2 separate regions of the Sus scrofa genome follow, and region 2 is linked to region 1. A link is a contact called in public Hi-C data. All regions are on one chromosome and are shown on one strand. The core of a region is the stretch at or near the end of the contact, and the rest is flanking DNA. Distances in the headings are between cores, read along the strand shown. Region 1 overlaps LOC106507478 (a long non-coding RNA gene). Region 2 overlaps LOC102160723 (a long non-coding RNA gene).

Evidence for each region. A called contact is a pair of places that touch in the nucleus more often than the background predicts.
Region 2: a Hi-C map of liver shows a contact between it and region 1, with 5 times the contacts expected there. A contact is called at or near these places in 5 of 47 Hi-C or Micro-C datasets (fetal heart ventricle, liver and retroperitoneal adipose tissue) and 1 of 2 datasets of targeted methods (skeletal muscle).

The regions. Positions count from the first base shown.
Region 1 is chr5:14,339,360-14,346,392 of Sscrofa11.1, reverse strand. The region is part of intron 2 of LOC106507478 (a long non-coding RNA gene); the gene reads left to right. Among named protein-coding and RNA genes, the nearest start is that of NUAK1, 250 kb to the right of the region's middle.
Region 2 is chr5:14,467,766-14,474,798 of Sscrofa11.1, reverse strand. All of the region lies in intron 2 of LOC102160723 (a long non-coding RNA gene), which reads left to right. Among named protein-coding and RNA genes, the nearest start is that of C5H12orf75, 280 kb to the left of the region's middle.

The sequences.
Region 1 (7,033 bases), core at 3,028-5,527:
ATTTCCTAAAAGGAGAGGGGGGTTTATGTTCATGAGAGCAGCTAACAATTGAGCACTTACCATGTGCTAAGTACTCTGCTCAACTTCTTGTGTGATTTTATTCAATCCTCACAGTTGCCCGACGGGGTGGACTCTTTTATGCTTTGAGATAAAGTAACAGAAAATCATTCAGATGTTCTCAAACAAGAAGAACCTTTATTTTTTCTCCCTCCAGATCAGGAAGCTCAGAAGTAGGGCAGACTAGCATGTTGGTAGTTTGAATGGCTCAACAATGTCATTGAAAGTCTGGTTCTTCCAAGGTCGTGTCTTGGCCGGCGGTGTTCCGCAGCTTCAGCCTGGTGTCTGTAAGTGTGGATTTCTTTCTAGTGTGTGTCCTGATTTGGATTTACCAAGCTTAATGAGTCTAGATATCTATGTCTATTGTCAGTTCTGAAAAGTTATCACCCAGTATTCTAGGAATCATAGAAAATCGCCCGTGTACTAGAAGACAACCAGGGCATATGTATATGAATAAGACTACCTGTTAAAGCCTCAGTTCCTGTATTTGAAAAAAAATAGAGATATCTTGAGTTGAAATCTCAGCTCTCCAAGGCCCACTATCATCCTCTGTATCATAGAAGATATAAATACAGCCCCTACTCATTAGGATGGTGGTGATTTTCTATCTAAAGTCCTAGTGGGGACAGTGATCTCAGAGTCCATATTTCCCATGACCAGTGAGAAGCTGAGACCACAGGGCTGGGACAAAAGGCAGGCCAAAGAGAAGCAGCTGCATATTTCATTCCATCTGCTACATGTGCTGTGTGATGTACAGCAAAAATGGCCTGATTAGATTGATTTGGGCTTTGAGATAGAACTTCCCTGGCAACACACACAGTCGGCCACCTTACCTCCTGCCTGGAAACCCTCAGGGTGGGATCAGGTAGCCTACCGTGAGCTTCCTGAGCAGCAGAAATCAGAGGGCAGCATTGAGCACTTCTGTGTGCCAGAGAGCCTACGATATCTCCATAGGAAAAAGATGTGCTCCTGCCCGCAGGTGGATTTCAGTCAAATGAATTAAGAAGACACAAAAACTGCTCATTTTATGAACTGCAGTAGGTGATAAGACGAAGGGATTTGTATGGTGTCCAAGGAGAGTACAGAGGAAGGTTACTCTAGACTCTCAGGGGGCCTCAAAAAAGTCTTGGGAGAAGAAGATGCCAAGGCTAGGTCTTCAAGGATGGCTAAGAATTAGCCAGACTCTTTTTTTTTTTTGAGGATGTCCTTCTAAAAAGGGAGCTAAAGTTGCAAAAATGACATGATACATACTTAGAACTACAAGCAGTTCGGTACGACTAGAAAATAACAGCAAGCATGAAGAGGGGGGGACAAGGAAGTAACCAGAAATCATGGCTTGGAGGTCCCTCTATGGAACATTTGAGAACTTCCACTTTATACCTGGGAGCAATGATTCCGAAAAATGTCACATGTACCAAAAATCATCAGAGGAACACAGATCTCTGATTCGGAAGCTTTGAGAAGGAATCTGAGAATTTTCATTTTTAATGTTTTTCCAGAAGGCTGCGATACTACTGGTCCAGGGACCACCCTTTGGGAACCACCACTCTGGAAAGACCTCAGACAGGAAGTGATGTGGCCAGTTTTACTTTTTTGCCGAAGGAGCTGGGCCCAAGGGAGCTCAAAGTCATGTGGTAGCACTAGCGCTGTGGGTATTTACTCAGCCTGCTTTTCAGAGGCACCAAAGTCTTAAATAAGACATTCTTGCCCTTTTAGAGATTTAATGGAGCAAGGTTATGCTTCCCAAAGATTGTTGCTGGCCTCCTCTTGCTTATGAAAAATTCTAACATCATACAGTCTGTGCAAATGGACAAAAGGCCAGCCAAGTATCAGAAAACCAACTGCCCTACTGACACTCTTCTTTCCGCAGCCATCCGCCTGATCCCAGATGCCCTCTTTCTCCATTCGTGCCCAAGAGCATTTCCAAAGTCTGTGAGTTGGGCAAAGGGACAGAGATTCTTGAATGAGCTGCCTCACTTTTCTGAGCCTTAGTTTTCTTGTTTGGAAAAGGGATGTGAAGGTGACATCCAGCACAGCAGTGCCGTGCTGACCATCCCATGAGCGAATGGAGGTGACAGCTCTCCGGGAACATCAAGCAGGAGGAAAATGTCATTTTCTGGTCTTAGGGATACGTTTTTGGGGAGGAAGCTGAGGAAGACGAGTACTCTGTGTCCTAAATGCTACTGATGATCACGAACACTGTTTTGAGACCCCCTCCTTGATTGTGGGCTTTTGATGGGTATTAGCTAGTTCGTAAGCACACCCAAAAGACACCAAAGACAAGGAGAAAATTTAAAAACACTCAGCATCGAATCAAAAGACTCACCAGCTAAAAAGGACCACAACAGCTCTTCATTCCTGCTTCCTGCCCGATGCAGGACTCTTCTCCCCTAGCCTCATGTTTCTGCAGCAACTCTGAAGGATCAGTGCCACCTACCCACGGTACTCCTGTTATCCCACTCAACATGTCTAAAGCCCAATTTACAATCTTCCCCTTTGAAATCTGCTCTTTTCTCCAGACTGTACTTTCCGATTTCCCACAAGTGTGCAAAACTTTTACAACTAGAAAATAACAAAATACTAAAAATACAAAATGTCATCTCTAGTGAAAACAATAATTTAATTCTGCCCCTGTTAAGGACCTAGTAAAAGCCTTTCCTGCCCTAGGAGGAATGTTGGACTCAATGACTCAGAACGGGTCCCATACTAAACCTCCAAGTCTTTGGTGTATTACACCTTTTTGCTGTGCAAATCTCACTCCTTGAGGAGTGACAACAGCCAAGTAATCTCCAGATGGCACACGTGATTAACAAACACAACCAAATCATCATTTCCACTCTTATCCAAACACTGAACCTGCACTCTGACCCTATCTGTTTCACATTCTTCTCCAACTTGGTGCAGCCAAGGGCACCAGAAGCTTCCATTCTGCAACAAAGAAAAGCACTCCAGCCTGAGGGAGGAGGAGGGCTCGAAAAAGGGGGCTCAAGGAGGGAGGGTCCAGGAGGCCCGCCTGGGAGCCCTCCTGCTGGGCACAGTCTTGTCACGGGAGGCAAAGGCCCCACGCCCTAATCTCAGGGGCCCGGAAGTGAGTATTGCTGGGCGCGGATGTGGGGGTGAAGACAACTGTGGGGAGATGGTGTCTCCACCCAACTCTTGGACTCGGCTCCTTTCCAACATGGAAGAAACTTGCACATCGTCTTGATGTCGCAAGCAAATTGGCTACTAGTCCCTTCAAAGCCCATCACTAGGTTCCTCAGCAGAAAGCAACTGTCTCATCTCAGCCTGTGACAAAAGTTGTATTGAGCAGAATGTTGTCTGCCAAACCAGGAACTTGGAAAACGGACTCTGGCTAAGAGCACGTGTGGTGAGGAATGGCATAAAGACCGGTGGGAGCAGACCAGCATCCCCCTATGTCTGGGGCACAGTCCGTACTGTGGCAGCAACACCCTGCCAGCGACATAGCTGGGACATAAGAGTAACCTGCTTGGGCATGCACGAGTCTGCCCTATGTTCTGCCATGGAAAACCCATCAGAAATGCACAGTAACTGGATAGCTGTCTCATCAAATGCCAGACCCTAGAAGACTCTTGCTTCTTCCTGCTACCTGTGGTTTCTTCATTTTTCTCCTAATCTAATATATAAGGATAAACTGTGACTTCCAAAAAAAAAAAAAAAAAAAAGTGCCCAATTCTAGGGTTTAGCTCCCTGGCCCTGCAGCCAACGCAGGGTGCGATCTTGAAGTTCGCAGTGGTCAGTGCCTTAGTTTCTAACTGTGGAAGGGCCTAGAAAGCAGGGCAGGGCTGAGAGTGATAACTCCCCCAAAGAATGCTGGGGAACTCCCTAACGCCTGGCACAGCTCTGAGATACTCCGTGTGAGCCGGGGTCAGACTCCACCAAAGATCAAATGGACCTTTGCCCAGTGACCTGGGGGTGGAAGGGGAGGGGACAGAGTGGTGGCCTAAATTTTTATGCACTTTTCACCATGACAGATGGGAGCAGATGTGGCTCCCAGGAAAGGAAGGCCATCTAGTGCACTCACATCCTGAGGCTTTGCCTCATCTGCTCAGCAGAGGCCACTGGACCTCGGGTGTGATGTTAAGAGCCAAATCCCAAATACCTTGAGCCTTCTCCAGTTCCTCAGTACTGGGAAACATCTTGTATTTACTGCCCAAGGGATGGCCTTCCACCCAAGGAGGAGGAGGACAGGCCCTGCTGTTCCCAGCTTCTCTCCCCCTGGGTGTGGGTGTGATGCATGCTCCTGCCACAGCTCAGGCATCACAGATTCTGCTGTCCCCTGAGGTGGAGTCAAAAGGGACTTCCAAGGTCATCCTCTGATGCTTACTTCCTTTCCATCCTCCCCAACCAATTGCCATGTGCCTTCTGTTTTAACACCTCCAGGCACAGGAAACTCACTCCCTAACTTGGCAGCCTTATTGCTTATCTTGGGCTTTTTTGTTTTATTTTTTATTTTTTCACTTTTCGTGGAAATTCCTTCCTGGTAATGAACAGAAACTTATCTCCTTTAGCTTTTTTTCTTTCTGGTCTTACATGGAATGACCCTTTTATTTATGGCCCAAACCCAAGTTCATGTTTAAGACTAAAAAGGGACACTATCAATAATGACACCAGAATAAGAGATGTCAATTGGAACTCTCTTGGCTTGACAAGACTTAAGACTACACCAATCTGGAGTTCCCGTCATGGCTCAGTGGCTAACGAACCCAACTAGTATCCGTGAGGACTCGGGTTCGATCCCTGGCCTCCATCCATGGGTTGAGGATCTGGCGTTGCCATGAGCTGTGGTGTAGGTTGCAGACACTGCTCGGATCTCAAGTTGCTGTGGCTCTGGTGTAGGCCGGCCGCTGTTGCTCCAGTTCAGTTAACCTGGGAACCTCCATGTGCCGCTGGCGTGGCCCTAAAAGGACTACCCCAATCTTAGATGTACCTTATTGGTAACTAGAACAATTCTGTTTCCCCTTACTTAAGAGTCACTGATATTTAATGGCACCTAGATTACCCCTGAGTCTTCTCTCCTCTAGAATAAATAAGAGAGGCTTCTTTCTTTTGTGAAAAGATAATTGGATTGAGAACAAGAATTAGCCATGACTTTGGGGGGCTCCATTGGGAAGGGCCAGTTGCCTCCAAGATCCAATGTTATGTCCTGACATCCCAGAAAAAGAAAGCAATTTGTAACATTCGGAAATGTGAAAGTCTGTCAGAAGGACGGAAGATCAGCCACATGAAACTGGGAAACATAAATGGTGGTTTTCTTTACTCTGAGAAGCATTAAAAATCACACATTTTAGTGACGCAATATAGCATGGTGGCAGTGGATGCCACATTTTTTCCTGCAGCCTGGGTCTGAGCTGGCTGCACCAGCATCTGTTGGAAGTGTACTAAAAATCAGATTCCTGGGCCTCACTTGAGAATCTCCAGAGGTGTAGCATTGGCTTTCTGAAAAGCTCGGGAAGCAGTTCTCATGATGAGCCAAGCTGGAGACCCACCAACGCAATGATCTCTTCCTTGTGCCATAGATTCATTCACCCATAAATATTTACTGAGCACCTACTATGTGCCAGACACATTCTAGGCACAGAAAACTAGCAGTTGACCAAAACAAAACAAAAGGTGTAAAATTCAAACAGACATCCAGTCAAGGGCTAATTCAGTGTTATAATACCTACCTCACAGCGTTGTTGTGATGATCAGATAAGGCAAAATATGCAAAGGGCCTTTCCCGGTGGCTGGTCCCCAGTCCTGGTCAATCATGTTGAAGGTGGCAACACTATCAAAGGCAAACAAGGATGATAAAGCCAAGAACGGAAACAAAGAAAGCTTGTTACTTCCATCCCACAGAGACATGGAGAAAGTAACACCATCACATCCGACTTCTTAGGGGACCATGTGGCCACTTTTTTCCACTATGACTTTGGGTGGCCCTTCTTCACATCTCCTGATCTAAAGTATAAAATGAAGGACCAGCATCTGATGATCAAGAGAGATTCCATCTAACCTTACTCTTCCGTAAACCCTGATTCACCTAAGCATGTCTCAAAAAGCAATGTCCAGGCACTTGGCTGTATTTTTGGCTTTCTTCTGGACCATTCTAGCTGCTGGTATTCACCTAGACATAAGGCCCCAGAGTTAAATCTCTCGTTCCAGGCATGATGTGAACGCGAGCGTCTATAGTAAAAGAAGTAATAAGAAAAAATTTTTTAAAAAAGAAACTGTGGAATAAGGCATCTTTTGCTAATTCCTGGTCTGAAGGAGGGACTTTCAAAATCCTAAAGTGAGGTTTGCCAGAGATTTTTTTCACATGACTTTTATCAGATTAAGGAAGTTCCCTTCTATTCTTAGTTTGTGAAAAGGTTTATACAGATGATAATGACATAGGCCTATATGCTTCTTATTCATCTATTGAGACAAGCTTACTAAATTTATTCCTCCTTAATCTGTCACTGTGGTTAGTTACACTGACTGATTTTCTAATGTTAAACCAACTCAATTGTTGGAATACACTCAATTGATTAATTGGTAAAAAAAAAAAATTTATAATGATAAGTAGCTGAGCCATCATTCCCATCATTCTAGTTCTTGTTCGTGGGTAGGTTTTGGACCAGGCTCGTAACTGAGATGAGGCAGTGGCTCAGAAAAAACATGGACAGAGAGAGAAAGAGGGATGTGAAACACCAGACCACCAGGGAGTGAGGCAGGGCCAGGGAGGAGGAGGAGGCTGAGCAGCTGCCTATGTTTTCAGGCAACAGCATTCACTCCTGCAAGGAGGTCAACCTAGATTGTAATGAGAACATCTTGGCTGAGGCCATGATTCACTGTCCAAAACTGGGCTGGGCCCCCAGCACTGGGAGAATTTCACAGTTTTTCACATTATTCCCAAACCCCACTCCTCTCTTTAAGGGTGTCACTCAGGGTTTATTATAGAAAGGATCCAAAGTCCTCCATTCATAGATGTCCC
Region 2 (7,033 bases), core at 3,004-5,503, 130 kb before region 1:
TGTACCCACTGAGTTGGAAACTCTGAGAATGGGGGGCCTGGGAAGCTGCATTTAACAGGTTTGAGAGCTATGGAATGCTGAGACCACATCTACCCTGTTGCCTACTGTGTCCCCTGCACCCGGCAGAACTCCTGGCATGCAGAGGTGCTCGAAAAATGCTGACTGACTAAATAGTCAAACCACAGGTGGTTCTGGGGTGCTCACGAAACGGGTGGAAGGGTAGGACTGATTTCGGCCTTTCCTTAGGTATACTCTCAGGTCTGCAAGTTGCCCTCTTTCTTTTTCCTTTTGCCACCACTGCCCTTAGGTTCATTATAACTTGATTTTGCTGCGGGGACTTGCTTAGGCCAGAAAAAGGAGGGACTCGGTACCTCTCACTGCCTGAGAAGTCTTGTCCAGGGAGCTGTCTTTATATACAGCAGTGGTTCTCAATCCTGGCTGCACTTCAGAATGACCTGAGGCTTGGCCCCCACCCTAGACAAATTAAATCAGAATCGCTGGAATTAAGGTCTAGATATTGGTATTTTTCAAGAGCTCCCCAAGTGATCCTGTTCTGTAGTGAAGTAGAGAGCCGCTGGCACACAGTAACATGGATAGCTCTAAGCTCAGTGTTGAGTGCAAAAGGTGGAAAGCGATTTATAGCACAATACCATTTAAGGATATTAAAATTTAACATGCACATTAATCAAAGCTACATGTTTTTCAAAGGTACACATAAAGACATATATGCAATCCCAGGCAGGAGAAGAAAGGAGGCGAGTGGGAGTAAGAGCGTAGAATAAATGGTAAAATATGGATAAAACAAGAGCGAGGCCTCACCTGGGGCTTCAGGCCCTGGACTGAGGAGCCGGGCCTCTGCGCATCAACTCGCAATAGTTCCCACGCGTAGGGCACTTCCGCGCACCGGACACAGTGTGATCGCTTTACGGCCTCGCTCTGCGCATCTTTAAAACGATTGTGAGGTAGGGATTCTTCTTAGAGTCATTTTGCAGATGAAGAAACTGAGGCTTAGAGTTTAAGACTGTTAACTCGGGTCTTAAAATTTGTAAGTGGCGGGATGGGGTGTAAGCGCGGGGGGCCTGACCCGAGTGGAGCCGGTGTCTCTCTGCTCCTTTCGCGGCCTGCCTTGGGGCTTCTCGTGCGTCTGCTGGAAGGGAAGCGTCCTTCCCTCCTCCCCAGCTTCGTCCTGCTCCTTGCCAAGGACAGGAAGGAGAGTGGCCATGCAGTGCTCTTGCCTGGGGTGGTGCGGGAAGGAGGCTGAGAATGTCCAGAAGGAAGCCTCATGTGATAGAAGACAGGACAGGGACACTGGGGGCGAAGATGGAGAAGAAGGCAGCTCTGAGCTCATTTGACATATTTAATGTACTTTCTTTCTTTTTTCTTTTTCTTTTTCTTTTTTTTTTTTTTTTGGTCTTTTTGCCATTTCTTGGGCCGCTCCTGTGGCCTATGGAGGTTCCCAGGCTAGGGGTCGAATCGGAGCTGTAGCCACTGGCTACGCCAGAGCCACAGCAATGCGGGATCCGAGCTTCGACCTATATCACAGCTCACGGCAACACCAGATCCTTAACCCACTGAGCGAGGTCAGGGATCGAACCCGAAACCTCGTTAAGCACTGAGCCATGACGGGAACGCCCTAATTTACTTTCATATATTTAATAACACCAGGTAGTCTTTTTCCCTCATGCAGGCCCATCTTGTGGAGCACTTTTGTGTAACTTTATATCCACTATTCCCAACACCCATCTCTGAGGACAGGCTCTTCCCATCAATCTCAGAACCCTTAGAAATGAATAATTAACATACGTAATATCTAGGCAGGCACAAATATTAGCCCCCATCCTCCACAGAGAAACTGAGGCACAGAGGGGCAACTTGAACAAGATGTCCAAGCTAGAAAGGGATGGATGAGTCAGGAGAGACCCGAAGCTCACACTCCTCTCATCTGGCTTGGCGCCCTCTAGAGGTGAGGTGACTCTCTGCAGGCCTTTCTCCCCTCCAACTGGATACCCAAATTTTTAGAGTTCTTTATGCCAGAAGCCACCCCCCACCATCTCCATGTGCCCTACCTCTGTGGTACACTCATAGGGGTAGAATAGAGAAGACTGACCTTTGTCATAGCTGCATATGCAGCTGCCTCTCTGGGAAAAAAAACCGAGAAGCCTGGTAACCTTTCTTGTCCACTCACCTAAGAGTATTTGCTTGCTGCCCTGCCACTGTATCTGAAGTCATCCGATTGGTTTGTGGAATTAAAGGCTTTTGTTAAAATGTAAATCTCTAACCCGAGAGGGTGTGAGAAGAATGAGAGAGGTAGCTCAAACTTTACTGTGCCTAAAATCAACTTGAAAACTTATTGAAAATGCAGATCCTTGGGTCCCAGGTACAAAGGTTCTGACTCAGCAGGTACAGAGCAGGGCCTGGAAATCTGGAGTCCTAACAAACGCTTTCGGCGATTCTGTGATGGAGTTCCCTGAACCTCCCTTCGAGAAGCACTGTGAATGAGAACTCTTTGGCTTTAATTGGTTCATCAGACTCTTGGCCGGGAGGTGGGCTCAGTTGATGCTGGCTGCATCTCTAATGAGGCAGAGGAGAGGTGCACAGCTGCTTCCCCCGACCCCCACCTTGGTCTCTGCAGTTCAGAGCTGTGTTCTCAGCTCATGGCTGAGAGGGAGCATTCGAGGCTCTAACCCAGAGCTTGAACATACCTCAAAGCCTGGAGGTTGACCAGGCTTTGTCTAAACACACATTTGGGGGATGGTCTGTGCCATCTCAAGATCTCATGAAGTATTTCTCAGCTTCATAAGCCCACCCAAAAAAGAATGGAGTTCCCGTCGTGGCTCAGTGGTTAACGAACCCAACTAGTAACCATGAGGTTGCGGGTTCAATCCTTGGCCTCGCTCAGTGGATTAAGGATCTGGTGTTGCCATGAGCTGTGGTGTAGGTCACAGATGCAGCTCGGATCCGGCATTGCTGTGGCTGTGGCGTAGGCCGGTGGCTACAGCTCCAATTGGACTCCTAGCCTGGGAACCTCCTTATGTCATGGGTACAGCCCTAAAAAAGACAAAAGCCAAAAAAAAAAAAAAAAAAAAAAAAGAAAGAAAAGTGGTGACACTGCTTAAAGGTATTCTTTTTTTTTTTTTGAAAGATCTGAGGAAAGTTTATTATAATGGAATCGACCAGGAAAGTTGGTTGTTTCTGTGACACACATCATTTTAAAATGATAAATGGAATTATGATGGTAACATCATACCAGGTCATATTATTTTAAAAAAATTTTCTATTATAGTTGACTTACAGTGTCCTTTCAGTTTCTATTGTACAGCTGCGTGACCCAGTTATACATATATATGCATTCTTTTTCTCACATCATCCTCCTTTCCATAGGCTTGAGTGGTGTTACAATGTAGTGCCACCTGAGGGCGCTCTAGTGAATCACCAGGCTCAGATTCCTTAGGAAATGAGGAGGAAGTTGTGTTAATGAACAGATTTTACCTTTCAGTGTGACGGTGCTTCCTTAGTCTAGAAAGATCCATAGAGCTTCCACCTGTGTGTACATGCACGCTCATGCTCAGAGTGTGTGTGTGTTGCATACATGGACGGAGGAGAGCAGAGAGGAATAGAAACTGATGAGGTACCAAAGGGAGAGAAAATTCAATCACGAGCTTTCAGAGGTCACCTTCTTTGTGGCTTGAGAGACCGTTTTCTGCACGTCATTTAAATGCCCCCATCCCTTCCCTTCAAGGGAAAAAACACCAGTTCCCGGGAGAGTCCTCGAGGAGGGAGCACCTGGGAAACAAGAAGAAAAGGCAGACAGAGGCAGGTGCTTCTCTTGGGCTCTGCTTCTGCTGCGGTTTGACTGGGGCCGGGTCAGGCTCCCGCCCTGAGGCAGCCCTCGCAGGCTGACAACGGGACACCCGGCGCTCTCTCTCGGCAGCTGCCCCTGCGAGGCTCCGAGGCTCCGGCCCCAGAACGAGAAGCTCCGGTTACACATTAGTCACAAAAATAACAACGATCAAAGGGAGCATAAGGCATGAAACAGCTTCGTTTTCCCCATTTAATTATGGGACTGCAGGATCCATTTAGACCTGGAAGACGTCTGATTTTAACTTGTTATAAAATAGTTGAATCAAGTGCTGGCTATTATTTTTATTCCCCACTTTCCCAGGTTTTTCTCCCCTAACCTCCCCTCCCTTCCCCTCCCCACCCTCAGCGCAGGCTTTTAATGGGCTCCTGGGCCCTTGTTATTCCCTCCCTATAGACCCGTGATAAGAAACATAAATGAGAAACCACATTTGTCTCCCGTTCACCTGGGAAAGCCCTGTCAAGAAGCTGAAGGGCCCAATCAGAGCCTGATTAAGGCTCCTTGGAGTGTCCTGGGCCCCCTGAAAAGAATGACAGCAGGTGACTGATGAGGGGACCGCCCCCTCCGGCAAGTGCAGTGGTCTCATGGCAAAGGTATTTGGTCATCTAAAAAAAGCGCCCATGGCTGCTGGATCAGGCTCCAGAGGCACTGCTGGTTACAGGCTGTTTCACTGGGCGGTGCACGATGCGGATCAAAGCTTGTTCCAGGCACGCGTGCACACAGCGGGCTTTCCCCTCGCCTCTACCCCTTCAGACTCACGCATGCACACACATATGCACACGGACCCTCCTGCCCCAAAGCCAGGCCTGGAGCTTTGAAAGGCCGCTGAAAAAAATAGACCGGGGATGTGTTGTCATCTTAGAGGCTGGCTGGTTTTTAGACTTAGGAGACACAGCGTGCAATGATGTTGTTGCCTCATGAGGCTAGGCCACCGGCTTACTTGGGGAGCAGTGATGAGACAGCCCTCTTTGGGTCACTCATTGGACAGAAAGGGTTCCGTTTGGACCACATAGTGGGGAAATCATCTAAAACTTGGATGGGCAGAGGCAGGTGGGGGGCTCAAAGTCAGCAGTGCCCTGTGGGGACCAGTTCTGCCACTGACTTGCTGTGGGGGGGGCAGGGGGGAAGAGGGGCACCGCTCTGGGGTTCATGCTCATCCTCTGTCCTAGGCGGGCCCTCTCTCTGGATCTCTTGAGCTCCAAGGTTCTGCCAGTCCAGGCCTCTGTGAGGCTTAGACATCTGAGTGCAGCATTTTTCAGGGGCCTCTGCTCTTTCCACGCACATTGCTTTGGGATTTGTTTGGAATTTTACTTGTTCTCCACACGGTTTAATTTTAATGCACGGTGAGTCTTTTCCTGCCTCCCAGGAATTAACCCCCCATGTGTGTTATAGGCAGGAAGTAGATGGAGCGGATAAGCCTGGAAGGTTTTGACTTCTCTTTCTTTTTCTTCAGCCCTCTCTCCCTGTCCGTCTTAAAGCCCAGCACTGGCTTTCTGCCTTCCCATTCCTGACCCAGGCCGCGTAGGGCAAGGCTCTCTCGGCAAAGGCTGAACTCGGCTTCTGCTCAGTTAAAATGTGAGCGAACTCTTCCTTATGAAATGGGTTCACCTTCTTAAACAATTTAATGTGGCGAAGGGGAAAAGCAGAAAGACATACATGAACAAAGCAAAATGGCATCGAAATATTGGTATCTTCTCTTAGCCCAAAGGGACATGTTTCCTTCCAAATTAGATATGTACAGATGCCACAGAAAAGCACCCTCGAGGCTGATTTCACATTGAATCACATTGAAATGTATGTGCTCCAAACTGATAAGAAGCCACACATGGAGTAACCGTGCCTTGTATTTTACGTGATTACTCGGCAGCATAACCAACCACATGGAAGGCCCACGATTAGCACTGGCCTATAGATGTGTAGGCAAGGGAAGGGGGAAAGAAGTTTTAATCTTGTAAATTTGCTCTCTCTTGACTACTTAGGATCCTAATCTTGAAGCTGGATACACAAGGTTTTTTGTTTGGGTTGCATTAATTATTTATGTATTTTTCCAGAAAAAGGACCAAAGAATAACAGAAAGGTTTAACTTTTCTAATATCCAGATTCATTCCTGGCTTAACAAAATGGTGCTTTTACTGGGCATTAAAAAGCACTAGGAACTTGTTTAAAATGTTGATTCTCAGCCTCTACCCTGAGAGTGTTTGATTCTGTAAGCTGAGTGGGAACAAAAATCTGTACTTTAGAAGCCTCTCCCCTGTGATCTGTATACTTTTGGGCTAAGGAGACTGCACTTTATGACAGACTGATCTCATATCTTCATTTTTGTCCAAGGCGAGTGTTTCCATTATTATTTTGACTATTTAATTATTATTGTTATTATTAGTTTATTTTATTTTTTTTGCAAGACCCATGGCATATGGAAGTTCCTGGGCCAGGAATTTAATCCGAGCCACAGCTGTGACCTACACCATAGCTGCAGCAATACTGGATCTTTAACTCGAGGCACCAGAGTGGGAACTCCTGTTTTGACCACTTTATACCTTCAAAGGCTTAGGTGCATTATTAATATTACAGTTGAACTTACAACGTTTTGTAGCTACTAAGACACACTACGTAGAGGCCACACCTTGACATCTTAACATCTTTCTACTTCCAGAATTTGGTGCACTAAATTCTGCCATAAGGAGACTCTCAAAATGTGTTCATGCAGCTCATGGAAGTCAAAGTTCAGCTGTCATTTAAAATAGCTGCCATCCCGGACCTTCAGCACACAGCCTTGAACTCTGAAAGCCCAAATGCCTTACCTGGTCTCCAGAGAGGCCAGTTCTTGCATCTTTGTACAGATTCACATCCTCAGCCATAGATTTTAAAGTGTCATGGAAGTAGTATCTGTAACATGCCCAGCTTGTCTTGCTTCTTAGCTTAAAGGAAACGAAGGCTTAGAGGAAGCACCTCAACAGACTTTTTCTTCCCTTGTCATCATCCAGGTGCCACGTTCTCCTGCCGGGATCCTTTCTCCACCTCTGTTCTTATCTGAGGCCTCCTCATCTTCCAAGGTTCAGTTCAGGCCTCAGCAGAAGCCCACCCTCATTATGCTCGCCTTTGTTTCCATCTTCCCCGGCACCTCGGTGTCTAGCAGCTCTTCCGAACCAACCCCCACACTGGGGCCAGGTGAAA